Linked DNA regions of Sus scrofa: all the other regions are linked to region 1. Evidence: chromatin contacts called from public Hi-C, HiChIP or PLAC-seq and promoter capture Hi-C data. All regions are on one chromosome and are shown on one strand. The core of a region is the stretch at or near the end of the contact, and the rest is flanking DNA. Distances in the headings are between cores, read along the strand shown. Region 1 holds the start of VEGFA (vascular endothelial growth factor A). Region 2 holds the start of HSP90AB1 (heat shock protein 90 alpha family class B member 1). Region 3 has its middle 59 kb from the start of TMEM63B. Region 4 has its middle 70 kb from the start of C7H6orf223. Region 5 holds the start of MRPL14 (39S ribosomal protein L14, mitochondrial).

Region 1 (2,700 bases), core at 6-2,505:
TGTAAAATGGGAAAACGACACTCTTTAAACCCTCCCTTAGGCCACCCCCATAAAAGCTAAAGTACAGCTCCCTCGGAAATGTGGGGGAGGAGAAGGAAGCAGGCTGTCACCAAGTCGGGACTTTAGGTAGAGTCTCGACAAAGCACCGGCTGGGCCCCAGCAGCCCGACTCCTGACAGTGGCCATTCTTCCCCCGGACTCTGGGGCCAGCGAGGGGTTAGATGGGTCTTCTCGGCATAAGGGAGTGAAAATAAAGGGGTGACAAGGGTTTCGCTTCGAGCCAAGGAGGAAATGGGGAAGGGGCGTCAGGAAATTCCTCCTAGGACGGGGTTAGGGGCCGGGAACGGCGGGAGGGGATAGGGGTGGTTCTCCGGGTCCTCCGGCTGGGGCTACCTCGAGAGGTCACCTTCCCGCGGAGGGCCGGCGGGGGGAGGGGCGCCGCTTGCCGCCCCGGGCTCCCGGCTCGGGCCGCCGCAGCTCCGGGAACACGCGGCCGGCCAGGCCCGGGCTGATGTAATCGGCTCCGCGCCGCGCGCGCCCGGCCGGGCGGGGGAGGGCGGGCACCGAGCGGGACGCGAGCGAGGACGGGCGGGGGTGGTGCGGCGCAGGTGGTCCGGCGGAGAGGAGGGGGTCCCAGCAGCAATCCACCCAAAAACTTTTCCGCAACTCGCGGCGAGGGCCGCAGAGATCGAGCAGCAGTGACAGCCAGCCCCCTCTCCTGCCGGCGCCCTGCCCCCTCTACGCTCTCTGCCCTCCTCCGGTCCAAGGTCCGAGCACCCCCACCCCCGCCCGCTGGGCTCCGACTCCCGCCCCCGCTGCCCGGACTTCCAGTTCTCGGGGACCAGCGGCCGGGAGCAAACTTCAGCCGCCGGCGGCAGCGCAAGCCCAGCCCCCTCAGCCGCCTCCTCCGGCTCCCGCCCTCGGCTGGTCGGCCCAGATCGTACGTGCGGTGACTCTGGTGGGTGGGCAGGGCCCGCGTGGGCGGTGAGACTCTAGCCCGGTGCCCTCCCACCTAGCGCGCGCCCCCTCCCCCTACATGTACGAGGATAGAGGGGAAGCCGCGCGCCCGGTGCCCAAGGACCCGCGTGGGGCACGGAGCCCCCACGCGCGCGCTCGCACGCACGTCCCCAGCCGGGAGAGGCGCTCGCAGCGGCCCGCGGCGCCAGGCGGGCACGGCCGCTTACCTTGGCATGGTGGAGGTAGAGCAGCAAGGCAAGGCTCCAATGCACCCAAGAGAGCAGAAAGTTCATGGTTTCGGAAGCCCGGCCGGGGCCGGCGCCGCTCGCGCTCCCTCTCCGGCTCGGGCTGCGGGACGGCCCGCTCTCCTCAGCGCCCAGGCGGGCTCCTCTTCCTCCCGGAGCCGAGGCCCGGGCCAGGGCCTGGGGCGCGCGCTCGGCTGGAGCACTGTCTGCGCACACAGCCGCCTCACCCGTCCATGAGCCCGGCTTCCGAGAGCCGAGTCGCCACCGCGGCCCCCTCTCCTCTTCCTTCTCTTCTTCCTCCTCCCCCTCCTCCGACTGCGGCTCCTCCCGGCCCGAGCTAGCACTTCTCCCGGTTCCGCTCGGCTCGGCTGCCCCGGCGCGGACCACGGCTCCTCCGGAGCGAGAACAGCCCAGAAGTTGGACGAAAAGTTTCAGTGCAACGCCGCGAGCCCCGACCCCCTCCACCCCGCCTCCGGGCGCGAGCTCCGGCTCCTGCCCGCGGCTCGCCGCCGCGTCCACGGTCGGCCGCCGGCCGGGTAGGAGGTGGGCGCTGGGGCGGGGGGCGGTGTCTGTCTGTCTGTCCGTCAGCGCTGCTGGTCCGACGCGGGATCCCGAGGGGGAGGGCTCACGCTGCGCTCTGGCGGTCACCCCCAAAAGCAGGTCACTCACTTTGCCCCTGTCCCTCTCGTTTCTTGCTTGCCCGCGCGCGCTCTCTGACCCGGTCTCTCTCTCTTCCTCGACTTCTCTTTGGAGCTCTTGCTACCTCTTTCTTCTCTTTGCTGGTTTCCAAAATCCGAAGTGATTTGGGGGAGTAAAGGAGCAATCTCCCCAAACGATCGGCCCGATTTAGCGGGGAATGGAAAGCAAAAATAAATTAAAACGGAAAAGAATACGGTTTTCCAAAAATGTCTCCGAAAAAAAGGAGGAGGGTGAGCCCTGGATAAATGAATATCAAATTCCAGCGCGGAGACCCCCAAGCTGGTGACCCCGCCGGCTCGTCCGCCTTGCGGATGCGTCTCTCGACCGAGCGCCGCTGCCGCCGGCTCCTCTCGCCCCCAGTGCCGCGGCCTCCCAGCAGCCCGGCTGCCCCAAGCCTCTGCGCTCTTCACCGCTAGAAGCTGACTAAAAAGAAGGCCTGGCCCCGCCCCGGCACGCCCCCGACACGCCCAGGGGCGGGGACAGGCCCAGCCTCAACCCTGGAGTCCGTCCCCTCCGCGCGCGGCTCCGACCCCTGGCGCTGCCTTTCCCTAGGGATACCGAACGAAGCCTGGGCCCCCATTTCACCCCAGCGAAGGGAAGCTCGACCCCCACCAAGGGTCACAGCCTCAACATGACCTATCCGCCTCCCTTTGCCCGGAGAGGCACACGACCGCGCGGTATTTGGGGGGAGGGTACAGAAAAGTGAGGTTATGTGCGGCCAGGGCTCGAGAGCCATTCCCTTTACGCTGGGAATATTGGAGAGAATAGGGGTTTGGGGAAGTTGGACAGGGACAGGTGAA
Region 2 (2,700 bases), core at 183-2,682, 500 kb before region 1:
CCAAAATGCCTTAAGGTCTCTTAAGCATTTTGTTAGGATGTTAGGCGATCCATCCACGGATCAGCAGCCTCTCATCACCTGGTAATCTCTTAGGCATGCAGAGTACCTCGCCCAACCCCGGTTTCTTAAATGTGAATAAGCAGAAGACCTACATACATATTCAAATGTACAAATTAGTAACTACGGTTCTACCATTTCTGGTGGAGGGGAGGGAGCCCCCCCCCCAAACAGACCAGTTTTACCTTAAAGGGGCTATCATTTGAAACTGCTCTCCCTTCACCTCCAGGAAGATGTGAAATTGCTACCTCACGTGGTAAGGGAGGCTAACGCGAGAGAATCGTGGGATACCCACTTGGGATGCCATTAAGACAAAGAACCGATAAAGCAAAAGGCTCCACTCTGTCCCTGTAGCACACGTGACTGAGGTACAGGACCAAACCAAATACAACTAAGATGGTGGCGTAGTCCGCGGGGCCGACGCTCGTCGATGCCGGACATGCGTCGGCCAGGACCACGCGAGGAGGGGGCGCCACCGCGCAGCCTCCCTTCGCCTCAGCATCCGGGCACCAGGGCGGGGCGCCGAGTTCCAGAACCTTCCAGAACAATTCCAGCCAACGGGGAGAAAAGAGGACGACGAAGAAATGCTCCCATAAATTCTCAAGCCTGCCTCCTCCGCTACCCCTCCACCCTGACTGCAGGAATGAGCTCGAAGCAGGAAGCACGATGGGCCACTGGAGCTCCAAAGCATCCTTTGCCGCAAACCCTCACACTAAGGACTAGAAAAACTCCCTTCTATAAAAGAGATGGCAAAACCTACCCAGAACCATGCTGTGCTGAGTCACACCGGGCCCGCACACCCACCAACCTTGCCCACCCTCTGGCGCCCCGTAGTCGCGTCCGGAAGTAGAGGGGCAAACATGGCAGCGTCCCGGGCCGGCGCGGCTACCACGTGTAGCCGCCCAGTCCCCCAGCCCCACTCGCCCAGGCCTAACAGCCGCCTAGAAGGCCCGACACCAAGCATGGAAGGAAAAGCTAAACTCGAGAGCTCCCTTCCACCCACCCTCTAAAAAAATTGGGAGCGTTGTCCAGCAAACCGCCCCAGCACGACAAAAACTTGGGTCTCAGAAAGGACAGAATGGACGAAAGCAACCTGAAATTTAACCAGAAATGCCTTAAGAGTGCAACCTTACCTTAAAGGATAAGGATCACAAACACCACAAAGCTGAGCGGGGAAGGACTGCCTCCGGCTCTCACGCCAGAACAAGGCTGCGCGGGGGGTGACTCAAGAGAACGGCTGTGAGACCCCAGTCGCTTTATATAAGGCGAAGCACACCTTCGCTGCCCGCCCCCAGATCCCTCCGCCTTAAAGGAGGCTGTCTGTCAGCCCCGCACCTGCCGCTGCCCGCCCACCTTTACGTCATGGTCCAAAATAGGGGAGGGGGCGGTGAAGAGCAAGGGCGCGCATGTGTAGACTTTTTCTTAGTCCCATCTCCGCGTCCTGAAGACAGGACACCACCAGAGCTAGATGTTGGGTATACTCATAGGACAAATGCCGTGGCTCTAGGGAACAGAATCCCCGCTGACCTCAGTAAAAACCTGTAGAGCAGGTGCCTCCACACCAAAGAATCCCAGAGGAACACCTGAAAGGGGACCAACTACTCCCACCTATGCTCCCTCCCTGCTACAATCTTCCTTACACATTCCTACTGCCCAATAAGGGGAAAGGGTCCTTTCCGGGGACACTGGGGAATTTGAAGCCGAACTTTGGGCAGCCCGCGAACCCTGGCACTCCCAGGGGACAATGGGCAGTGCCAGCGTCTCGCTGCGGGGCGTGGCTTCCGCTGCTAGAAGGTCGCCGGCTCGGGTGTGGAGGGCACTCTTTGTCTGCAAGCGGCGGAAGGAGCGACAGTGGCGGTGCTGCGATCTTCCAGCAGTTTCCAGATCCGCCTCTACGGTCCTGTCCCGCCCCGCCCCGCCCTCTTCCCTTGGGGCTCCACCCCTTTTTCTGCGGACTGGGCTGTGCCTCTGCGGCGGCTCCGCCTCTCCAACGTTATGCTTGAATCTCCGGGAGAGGTGGGCAACTTCGATCCTATGTTGCTGGCGGGCAACTACACCCGGCACCCTCTTCGCCACCCGCCAGACCCAGCTCGCTCAGCATTGCGTCCAGGGTGGGGTGGAACAGGGATGATCCCCCCTTTCTCCCCCGTCAGTCACACAGCACACGGGTTATTGGGGCGGCTCTGCGAGAACCGCCTTCGGAGCCGAGACTGAGGGTGGCGTCGCTACCTGAGAAACCCTCCCCAGCCTCTGCAGCCGCCCACGCGTGTCGCACGCAGGGGCATGCACATACAATCTGGTTTCCTTTTCTTTTTACAAAAATTCTTTCCCCTCCTGCAACTGTCTAGGTCTGGGGAGGGGAGGATCTCCAGGGACCCCCGCTGGGTGGCGGGGGTTCTAGGAGGTGGCATGAAGACACCAGCGCCTTCATGCTGGCCAAAGGGCTGCTCGCTCCTGGCGGGCAGAACCAGGTTGTTCCCCTTCAGCTGCTGCGGCGCCGGAGCCCCCAAGCCAAGCGCCGGCCCAGCTGCCTCGCCTGGCCCTGCCGCTTTTGCTTGCCTTCGGGGCGGGTACGCTGTCCTCGCCTTTCCAAGGCCTCATCTCTGGAGCTCACCCGCCCCACAGCCCCTCCGGGAGAGAATG
Region 3 (2,700 bases), core at 23-2,522, 330 kb before region 1:
GGAGGGAGCGAATCCGCTTCCCTGGATCGAGGCACTGTGCAAAACCCAGGCTCATGGGTCCGATTGTGTGAAAGGAAACTGACCCAGGACGCCTTTCTTCCTGGCGATCTAGACTTAACCTGTCAGCAGAGGGCTAGAGATTGGACCACATGTTGAACCCAGGTGGCTGCCTTGGACGTGAACCCAGGTGGCCCCTGGAGGGCAGAGGATGAAGGCGCTGCCCCCTCCCAGCAGCCCAAATGAGGACGGGGCACTGGAGGTCGCCAGCTTTCCTCCCCTGACCCTGAGAGAAGTGTTGGGAGGGGCTGTATAGAATAGCTGGTGTCCCACCCTGTGGGAGGAGCTGCTGTGGACATCTGGGCCACATCTGGATTCCTGGCAGCACCGGGGGGCTGGTCTGTCTGGGATCTTCCAGAGATATATCATCCATCCTTTGGTGGCTTCTAATCACTGCATTCTTGGGGAGCTCTTTACACACAGGTGTATAGGACACAGCCCCGTAAGGCCAGTGAATTCATGCCAGTCCAGGGGGGATCCTCCTAATATTCAGTCCTTTGGACATAGAGCAGCCTGTTCTTCGGGGCCATCAGACCTTTCTGCCGCCCTCTTCGAGTGCGTGTATGAGACGCTGGGCTTACCCCTGTGGAAACCCTGGGAAATAGACTCCAGCGTCCATCCTGTCCATCTCCCTTCCTCCGGGAGGGTGGTAAGAGAGAGGAGGATGAGGCTACAGTACCTCTTAGGGACCCCACCCCATGAAAGGCGGAATGGAGAAGCACTGGCTGTGGGTCATCTCACTCACACAAAAGCCTGGGAATGGTACTGGAAGGGGAAGAGGGGAGCGGGGACAGCAGGAGTGGTTCTTTCTTGGGTTTGGGTTTTGGGTTTTGGGGGAAAGGACAACACGGAGAAAAACCCTCTTGGTCGGCTAGGTTCCGAGACGTCCAGGGAGGGAACAGGGGGCTGGCCGGAATGGCCTTGAAGTAGGGAGCGACGGCGAGGGGGGGAGGGGGAGAGCGTGGCGCCCACCCAGGGTCCCCTCGCAGCCCCTCTCCCCCAGCCCTCGGCGTCCCGTCCCGCCACGGCCCCTCCTCCAGACCTGGGCGCCGCCTCCCCCTCCCCTCCTCCTCCCCCTCCCACCCGGCGCTGCAGCTGCTGCCGACGGACCATTCTGCACGTAGCGAATGGAGGAGACGCACAAGGGAGGCCTCAAGTGCGCGCGCGCGGGAGCCGGAGCCGCACGGGCGGGGGAGCGGCTGCGGGTGCGCGTGCGCGTGCGGCGCCGGCCCGGAGCGCGCGCGCCGGTCCCTGGAGCGCGCGGCTCCTCTGCGCGCGGTGGATGGGGATGCTCGGTGGTGGGGTACCCTCCGCTCCGGGTCATCCTCTGCATTCTGTCCGCCTTCCAGCAAACCCTACCTCTCCCCAGGCCCCTTTTCATCATCCACTCCAACGGCACGGACCTTCGCGCGCAGTAGGCGCTTCACGGTAGCTGGGTGCTGAAATGAATTGATTCTCTAGCCCTCTTCATCCCCTGGGTCATTGTTTGACAGTTGGCTGGGTCCTGGGCTGGGGGTCACAGACGGCTGAAAACTCTGGTCCCTTGGGGACTAGATTCACAACTCTATAGTTCCACCTTTGCCCCAGGAGCTCTCAGCTGTACCAGAATCCAGGGCAGGCCATACGAGGCCTCTAGAGGCCCTTGACAGATGGCTGTCAAGGACAAACAAATGAGTTCTTTGACCTCTATCCCTGTCACCTCTTCCCTCTGTATGTCACCTGTACAACTCCCACTCCCTGCGGCATCCAGGAGAGGACTGGGCTCTGCCCACACTGCTGGCAAAGGTGTGGTATGGTGAACACAGTCTGTGGGGAGAGGACATGCCAGCCTGTGACAGGCAGTGCTCATCTTGGAAGTGATCTCCTAATTCCCCAGGCACCCTCCCCACTTTCTGAGCTCCTGACCCTGGAAGCTGGTAAATGGGTGGCCTGGAGGCTGCCCCTTCCTTCCCTAGTTGGCATAGGCTGGCACCTCACTCCACCCTCCCTGCCCCTCAGAGGCATGGGATGAGGCCTCTCTGTGCTGCTCCGGCCTTGGGCAAGGCAGGTGCAGGCCCTTGCAAAGGTTGTTTTTTTTTTTTTTTTTAGGGCCGCACCCATGGCATATGGAAGTTCCCAGGCTGGAGGTGGAATCAGAATTGCAGCTGCTGGCACAGCCACAGCCACAGCAATGCCAGATCCAAGGCACATTTGTGACCTATGCCACAGCTTGCGGCAACGCCAGATCCTTAACCCACTGAGCGAGGTCAGGGATGAAACCCACATCTTCATGGATACTAGTCAGGTTCTTAACCTGATGAGCCACAATGGGAACTCCTCAAATGGGGGGTTTGAATAGGACTGGCCACCTGTTGGACCTCCTGTTAGAGGGGATGAGTTGAAGGGGACTGGCTGGTGGCATGTGGGGTGAAGGTGGCTGAGGGTTTTTTCTCACATGTTAACTTGACCTTGCTCAAATTTTCTCATTGAGCCTCAGTTTCCCGTCTAAGGGGAGCACAGCTTTCACCTAGTGGAGCTGTTGAGGATTAATGTGGAGTCTGCATATAACATGCTTCACGTGTTGGAGGCAGGTGCTTTGTAAGAGCTAAATCTTTTTTTTTTTTTTAAATTATTGTGTGTGGACTGTCTGGAAGGCTGGGGACA
Region 4 (2,700 bases), core at 171-2,670, 320 kb before region 1:
GCATGCCTGGCAGCTCCTCTCTCCTGGGCACCCCATCCCTCCCACCCCACTCAGTTGCACGTGAGTCTACACCCTGTGCATTTTTTTGCTCCTGTACTTGAATGTGGGTTGATAGCTAGGTGCCATCAGGGGCCCAGGCCCCCTCTAGCATATTGATTTGCTAGGTGTCATTTCCATGTCCAAGGTCATTTCATGGCTCAAGACAGCCGCTGGAGCTCCAGCCAGTGGGAAGGAGGAAGACAGCACTGAAGAAGAGCCTGCATCTTCCCTTTAAGGAAATGTCCTGGAAGTCACACTCTGCTTATACCCCCCTGGCCATCTCTCAGTCCCCCAGCCATCCCTGGCCCAAGGGATGCTTTCCCATGGGGGTCTTGCTGAAAACTGGGGAGGGTGGGATGTTTGGAGGGCAACAGTGTCTGCCACCAGCCCCTCGTTCCTTTAGTCCATAACCCATAGAGGGTGGTCGGGGCCTTCCCAACTCCCCCCTCCTACAGCCCTGCTTCCCTCCCTTCCCTGATGCCCCAGTTCCTCCTGAGACTCGATATTGCCTGCCTGGAGCTATTAATGGCAGCAGTGCAACACCAAGACTGGCTGCCATGGGCTGTAGTCTGTTCATTGCCCGGCCGGTGCAGGTGCACTTCTTCTCATGGCCGCCCAAGGGGCAGCTCATCTTAGTCCCACTTTACAGCTGGGGAAATCGAGGCCCAGAGAGGTTTGACTTTGCTATGAGCACCCAGCTGGGCTCTGAGCCCAGGTCCTGCACGTTCCTTTCTTTCCCAGGGAGTCCTCCCTGGAGGAGCGGATGCCCCAGGCCGTCTCGGGGTCTGACAGGAGGAACTGGAATGGTCTGGGTTCCAGGAGGGCCTGTCTGGAGGAGAGGGCAGGCGGGGTGGTGTGACATCAGTCTGCAGTGTCTCCTCAGCACTTACTCAGTGCCATGGTCAGCAGACGCGTCTGAACAGGGTCCACTGACGGGTTTGGGGATTTCTGCTGGCGCCAGGAGCCGGCCACTGCGGCCACATCCTCAGACGCCACTTTCCCCAGCATGAGCATCCTGGCCCAGGCAGTGAGGAAGGCAAGGACAGGGAAACCTCTGCCACTTCCCCTTCCCCCTCCTGGCCACCTTGGTGGGGCGGGAGCAGCGGGGGGTTGAGCCTCTCCCCCAACTGGGCCGCTTGGGGTGGGAGAGAGGCGAGCGTGTGCAGCCAGACTCTCCAGCAGACCAGCATCATCCAGGCCATCCCCCTGCCTCTGGAAAGGACGGCCTTTCCTTGCTGCTGACCCTCAAGGGTGAGGTCACGACTGTGCCCTCGGGGTGGGGGGAGGTGCTCTGAGCATAAGCTCGGTCATGGCCATGACATGTGGTTAGTAATGTTACTGTAATATCTGCTCCCTGATGATCTCTGGCCAAGAGGAAAGGCTCATGAGCTGTGAGTCACAGCAGGCCGCCGATGGTTGGGCCTGCCACGCGCAGCTCCGATGAGGGTGTACGGAGGAGGGCCCTGAGACCCAGACGTAACCTCTGGCCTCTGGGACTTCCCGCCGGAAATAGGCGATGAACAGGAAGAGCAGATGTGAGGTGGGACTCCCCTCCCCACCCCACCCCCGCCGTGCATGCCCCCCTCCCCACCCCCCGCCACCCGGCAGGATCCTTGCCCCCTCCACAGGGAAGTCTTCCTTGATTAACAAACAGCCTTAGAATTGCTCTGGGGTTGACCTTGGATTCCCAGCTCTGGCAAGATGGGCTCCATCCCCCAAGTCTGGGCACCTGCAGGTTCTGTGCAAAGGGCAAGGGTGTGGACAGGAATGGGGCGCTTTCATTCAAGCTTCCTTCCTTTCTTCCTTTCTTCTTCTTTCAACAAACCTGCCAGGTGCTCTGGAGACACTGGTGAACGGCGCAGACTCAGTCTTGTTCTCACGGAGCCTGGAGGAGAGGCTGAAAGCAAATGGTCACACAGATAAAAAAGAACTACCAACCGCACCCAGGGAAGGCAGGGCCCGGGGGCGAAGGGGTGGGGGTCGGGGGCTTCTAGGGGCCTGGGCCGTTGCTAGTGGGTGCAACCCCCCGGCCTCCCTCCTCTGCTCACAAGGCCTCTGCAGGGAGAATGCTGGCTGACACGGTGGCAGGGTGCCCGCCAATGGGGGCTGTGCCAAGGGTGATGTGATGTGTGCTGATCCCTCTCCACTCCTTACTGAAGACCAGTGTCTGCTGCCCCCGCGGCTCAGGGAGCCTGGGGCGGTGCTCCCATCACGTCCTGAGATGTTTAGGGGAAGACGGAGTGGGGAGAGGGTTCCCCTGGTGCTTCAGGCGGAGGGGCTGTGCTAAGAGCATCTGGTCCTCCAGCCCCAGCTGGTGGGGCCCCTGGCACCGCCTAGGGTGTCAGTCCCTCTGAATTCCACCTGCACCCCTGCAGTGGACAGAGAGGTGGCCCTGTTGACCCCGTTCGTCCTCTGGCCCCATGCTTTGGACATCCCCCTCCAAGACACGTTGGAGACCTGTTTTCTTGCCCTCTTTGGCCTGACTCTGCCTGCTTGGGCCTCAGTTCCAGGAGAGGGAGAGTGAAGGATCCTAGGAGTAAAAGGAGGCCCAGAGGCAGGGATGCTCCCATCCCTCCAGAAATAACCAGTGCAGATTGATTTTGCCTTCTGTGGGGATCTCCGTGGTCTGAGGTTGGGGCCGTGCTGAGTGGGAGGACGTTC
Region 5 (2,700 bases), core at 183-2,682, 390 kb before region 1:
ATGCCAGGGCCTAGACCCTCTGGTACCCTGGAGGAGGGACATGATGCTAGCACCCACCCCCCACGATGGAAGCCTGTCAGACACTGCCACTCCCCTCCTCACATGTTCCTGGGAGGCAGGACTGGGAACCCCTCCTCAGGAGGGGCTGGGCATAGCCTCACTCATCCCGGGCTGCTGCAGACCCAGGGAGAGGCTCCAGAGTGGTCCTAGGTACAGGAGTCCTGACCCTCCGGCTGGCCGAACGCCCCCCACCCGCCTCCTGGGAAGTGGAGCGCTGAGTGGCCAGACCTCCACCCAGAGGACCTAGGCAGGTGGCAGCACAGAGCCTCAAGGGCAGCCGGCCCCTCTGACCTCTCATCGCCACTTCCCAAGCGTCCTTCTCTTCTGGGGAACAAGGCGCCAAAGCTTTGGAACTGTCCTCTCTAGGTAGTCAAGAAGGCCAGGAGGGACAAAGCACACCCCCTCCCCCCAACAGGGCCTTTGCCCCACTCCGGTTCCGCGTCCGAATCTTTTCCCCACCGCACCCTCCAAGGCAGGCCCGGGCAGCTCATGAATGAACTGCACTGTGCGGGGCGCAAGGAGAGGACACGCTCCCGGGGCCAGTCGCCTCCCCAGTCCTCCAACCAGTCCCTAGTCGGGCTGGGGCAGCGGCCGGCCTCATGCCAGCACTCGCGAACCCTGCCTTTGCCGGAGCCCAAACCCCTACCCCGGGCCGACCTCGGGGGTACTCGGCCCCTGGAGCAGGAGAAAAGATAAAAGACACCGAGGGCATTGGACTTGGCGACAGTGGAATCCAAAACTCGGGGGCGGGGGCGGCAGATTCCCCACAGCGGCGGCGGGCTGATGGGGCGCAGCTGGAACCCCGGAGGGGCGCGGAGGGGACGCGCACCTGGACCGGGCAGGTGGGAGAAGAGAGGAGCTAGGGGGCCAGGGGAGAGGGGTCCCACCCCTCGGATCTCTCAAGGGGTGGGGACACAAGGCGGTGTACCTCTGGACCCCCTGTAGGGGGTGGAGGACTCATATTATTGCTTCAGGATGGTGCGGGGTTGGGGGCAGCGCCCGGCACCACTGGGTCCCGCGGGCCCGGGCACCTCTGGGTCCCGCAGGAGGCTGAAGGGAGGGGACGCGCAGCCGAGTCCGGGGTTTTTCTTTGGATGGTGGTGGGATCCTCAAAGAAAAGAGAGGGGGCCGGGGAAGGGTCGCGTACTCACCCCCAGGCGCAGACTCGGCTCCAGCTCCGAGCCCCGGGTTGGGGCGGGGCGGGGCTGGGGGAGGGGGAGGGGGAGTCGCTGGGCGGCTCGAGCTCCGGGCTCCTGCGGCGGCCGCGGCTGTGTCTGGGGGAGGGGGAGCGGGAGGAGGGAGGGGGAGGAGGAGGGGCGTGGCCACGAAGGTCCCACCCCCCACGCCAGCTCACGCAAGGCGCGCGCGCACTCTCAGATCGCCGCCCGCCCAGCTGGGTCCGATGCGCAGGCGCAGGACTACAGGCCGCGTGGGGGGGAAGGCGGCCCTGGGCCAGTGGGGCCTGCAGCGGGATATTCCAGGGCGGCGAAGGCGGTATGGAGTGGGGGGCGGGTAGGGGACGTCACGCTCCTAACTCTGCTGCTTCCCCTCTCTCTCTGCTCCCCGCAGTAGGGGAGGCGGACTCCCCTGGGTGGGTGAGGAAGGGGAGGATCTTGGGCCCTTTGGGGGCAGAGGGGCAGTGGGAGGGTCCCGACGGGGAGGGAGGCCTCTAACCCAGACCCTCCGCCCTCCCACTCCCCAAGGTCGCCCGGGCTCCCGTGGCCTCTGCGACCCCGCGCCCCCGCTTACCTACTTTCCCGAGGAAGGGGCGGGGTGCTGGCCGGCCACGCGAGGTGGCCTCGGTCGGTCACTCTGGCGCAGCTCCTCGGGTTTGTCTACTTCTCCCTTTCCTTTTCCAACCCGGGCCCTGAGATGACTTTGTGACTCGTTTGCTGGCACTTCTGTACTGTGGAGAATGAGTCCACCGCTTTCACTGTCATGCCGATGAGTGGCTCCCCCGGCCCCAGGGGGTTCCCAGGTTTCTCATTTCACCAGAGGCTGCATCTGCCAGGGATTAAGACTGGGAAGATGAGAGAGATGTGGGTGTGGGTGTGTCTGCGCGTGTGCATACTCCTGTATGTTACCCACAGGACAGATCACAAAGTCACACGGAGTACCAACTTGTTCGTTCAATTTTGGGTTCCTGGAAGGGTCTTATCCCTTCAGGCTTGAAGAGAGACAGTCTGGGACAGAAGAGAAATAGTGCTTTACACGATGGGCAGTAATTGAACTTTGCCACCCTAAGAGATTGAATGGACTGAATTGATAAAGGGTTTCACAAAAGAGCGACTTAGGCTGCTGGGGAAAAGTGGGAAGGTTGGGAGATGCTTCAGTCTGGGCTGCTGGACCGAGGAAGGGCACTGCCTACCTGGTGTGTCTGGTTCTTGTGGTTGGTCAGTGTCTTTGCTGTCTGCTGTTTTTTTTTTAAAAGAGTTCATTAGTAGCTTGTGGGATATAACTGTAAGGTTTTGATGCAGTTCAAACTGAATCCTCATTCAAACTGCATCCCGTTGGTTGATTGGAAGTCCATTTGGTGGATCGTGGCTATCATTTAAGAAATGGAGTTCCTGTCGTGGCGCAGTGGTTAACGAATCCGACTAGGAACCATGAGGTTGCGGGTTCGATCCCTGCCCTTGCTCA

The links. Promoter capture Hi-C pulls out the DNA fragments that hold promoters and counts their contacts. Hi-C and Micro-C count contacts between places; a contact is called where the count stands out from the background. HiChIP or PLAC-seq counts read pairs in DNA pulled down with a chosen protein or histone mark.
Region 2: a Hi-C map of liver shows a contact between it and region 1, with 5 times the contacts expected there. The contact joins the promoter of HSP90AB1 here to the promoter of VEGFA in region 1. A contact is called at or near these places in 1 of 5 promoter capture datasets (fetal liver), 5 of 47 Hi-C or Micro-C datasets (fetal heart ventricle, heart right ventricle, liver and 2 more) and 1 of 2 datasets of contacts at active chromatin or transcription factors (alveolar macrophages).
Region 3: a contact with region 1 is called in an H3K27ac HiChIP or PLAC-seq map of alveolar macrophages. The contact joins the enhancer-like site here to the promoter of VEGFA in region 1. A contact is called at or near these places in 4 of 5 promoter capture datasets (fetal liver, fetal skeletal muscle and liver), 35 of 47 Hi-C or Micro-C datasets (adipocytes, adipose tissue, alveolar macrophages and 18 more) and 2 of 2 datasets of contacts at active chromatin or transcription factors (alveolar macrophages and skeletal muscle).
Region 4: an H3K27ac HiChIP or PLAC-seq map of alveolar macrophages shows a contact between it and region 1. The contact joins the enhancer-like site here to the promoter of VEGFA in region 1. A contact is called at or near these places in 4 of 5 promoter capture datasets (fetal liver, fetal skeletal muscle, liver and 1 more), 11 of 47 Hi-C or Micro-C datasets (adipocytes, adipose tissue, alveolar macrophages and 6 more) and 2 of 2 datasets of contacts at active chromatin or transcription factors (alveolar macrophages and skeletal muscle).
Region 5: a contact with region 1 is called in a promoter capture Hi-C map of fetal liver, with 3 times the contacts expected there. The contact joins the promoter of MRPL14 here to the promoter of VEGFA in region 1. A contact is called at or near these places in 2 of 5 promoter capture datasets (fetal liver and liver) and 1 of 2 datasets of contacts at active chromatin or transcription factors (alveolar macrophages).

The regions. Positions count from the first base shown.
Region 1 is chr7:38,745,653-38,748,352 of Sscrofa11.1, reverse strand. It overlaps VEGFA (vascular endothelial growth factor A), which reads right to left and starts at 1,255. Exons shown (of 7, transcript NM_214084.1): 1 at 1,184-1,255. The coding sequence starts at 1,249. It overlaps LOC106504420 (a long non-coding RNA gene), which reads right to left. Exons shown (of 3, transcript XR_001297869.2): 3 at 1,985-2,700.
Region 2 is chr7:39,242,506-39,245,205 of Sscrofa11.1, reverse strand. It overlaps HSP90AB1 (heat shock protein 90 alpha family class B member 1), which reads right to left and starts at 1,432. Exons shown (of 12, transcript NM_001244433.1): 1 at 1,191-1,432.
Region 3 is chr7:39,077,748-39,080,447 of Sscrofa11.1, reverse strand. No RefSeq gene overlaps it. Among named protein-coding and RNA genes, the nearest start is that of TMEM63B, 59 kb to the left of the region's middle. Within about 2 kb of position 1,272, at least 37 of the 83 cell types and tissues checked have an H3K27ac peak or open chromatin away from gene starts, as enhancers often do. A contact at or near this core is called in alveolar macrophages, fetal skeletal muscle and retroperitoneal adipose tissue, where this site is marked.
Region 4 is chr7:39,061,596-39,064,295 of Sscrofa11.1, reverse strand. No RefSeq gene overlaps it. Among named protein-coding and RNA genes, the nearest start is that of C7H6orf223, 70 kb to the right of the region's middle. Within about 2 kb of position 1,420, at least 30 of the 83 cell types and tissues checked have an H3K27ac peak or open chromatin away from gene starts, as enhancers often do. A contact at or near this core is called in alveolar macrophages and retroperitoneal adipose tissue, where this site is marked.
Region 5 is chr7:39,137,068-39,139,767 of Sscrofa11.1, reverse strand. It overlaps MRPL14 (39S ribosomal protein L14, mitochondrial), which reads left to right and starts at 1,432. Exons shown (of 3, transcript XM_001929561.5): 1 at 1,432-1,554. It overlaps TMEM63B (CSC1-like protein 2), which reads right to left and starts at 2,084. Exons shown (of 24, transcript XM_005666056.3): 1 at 1,810-2,084.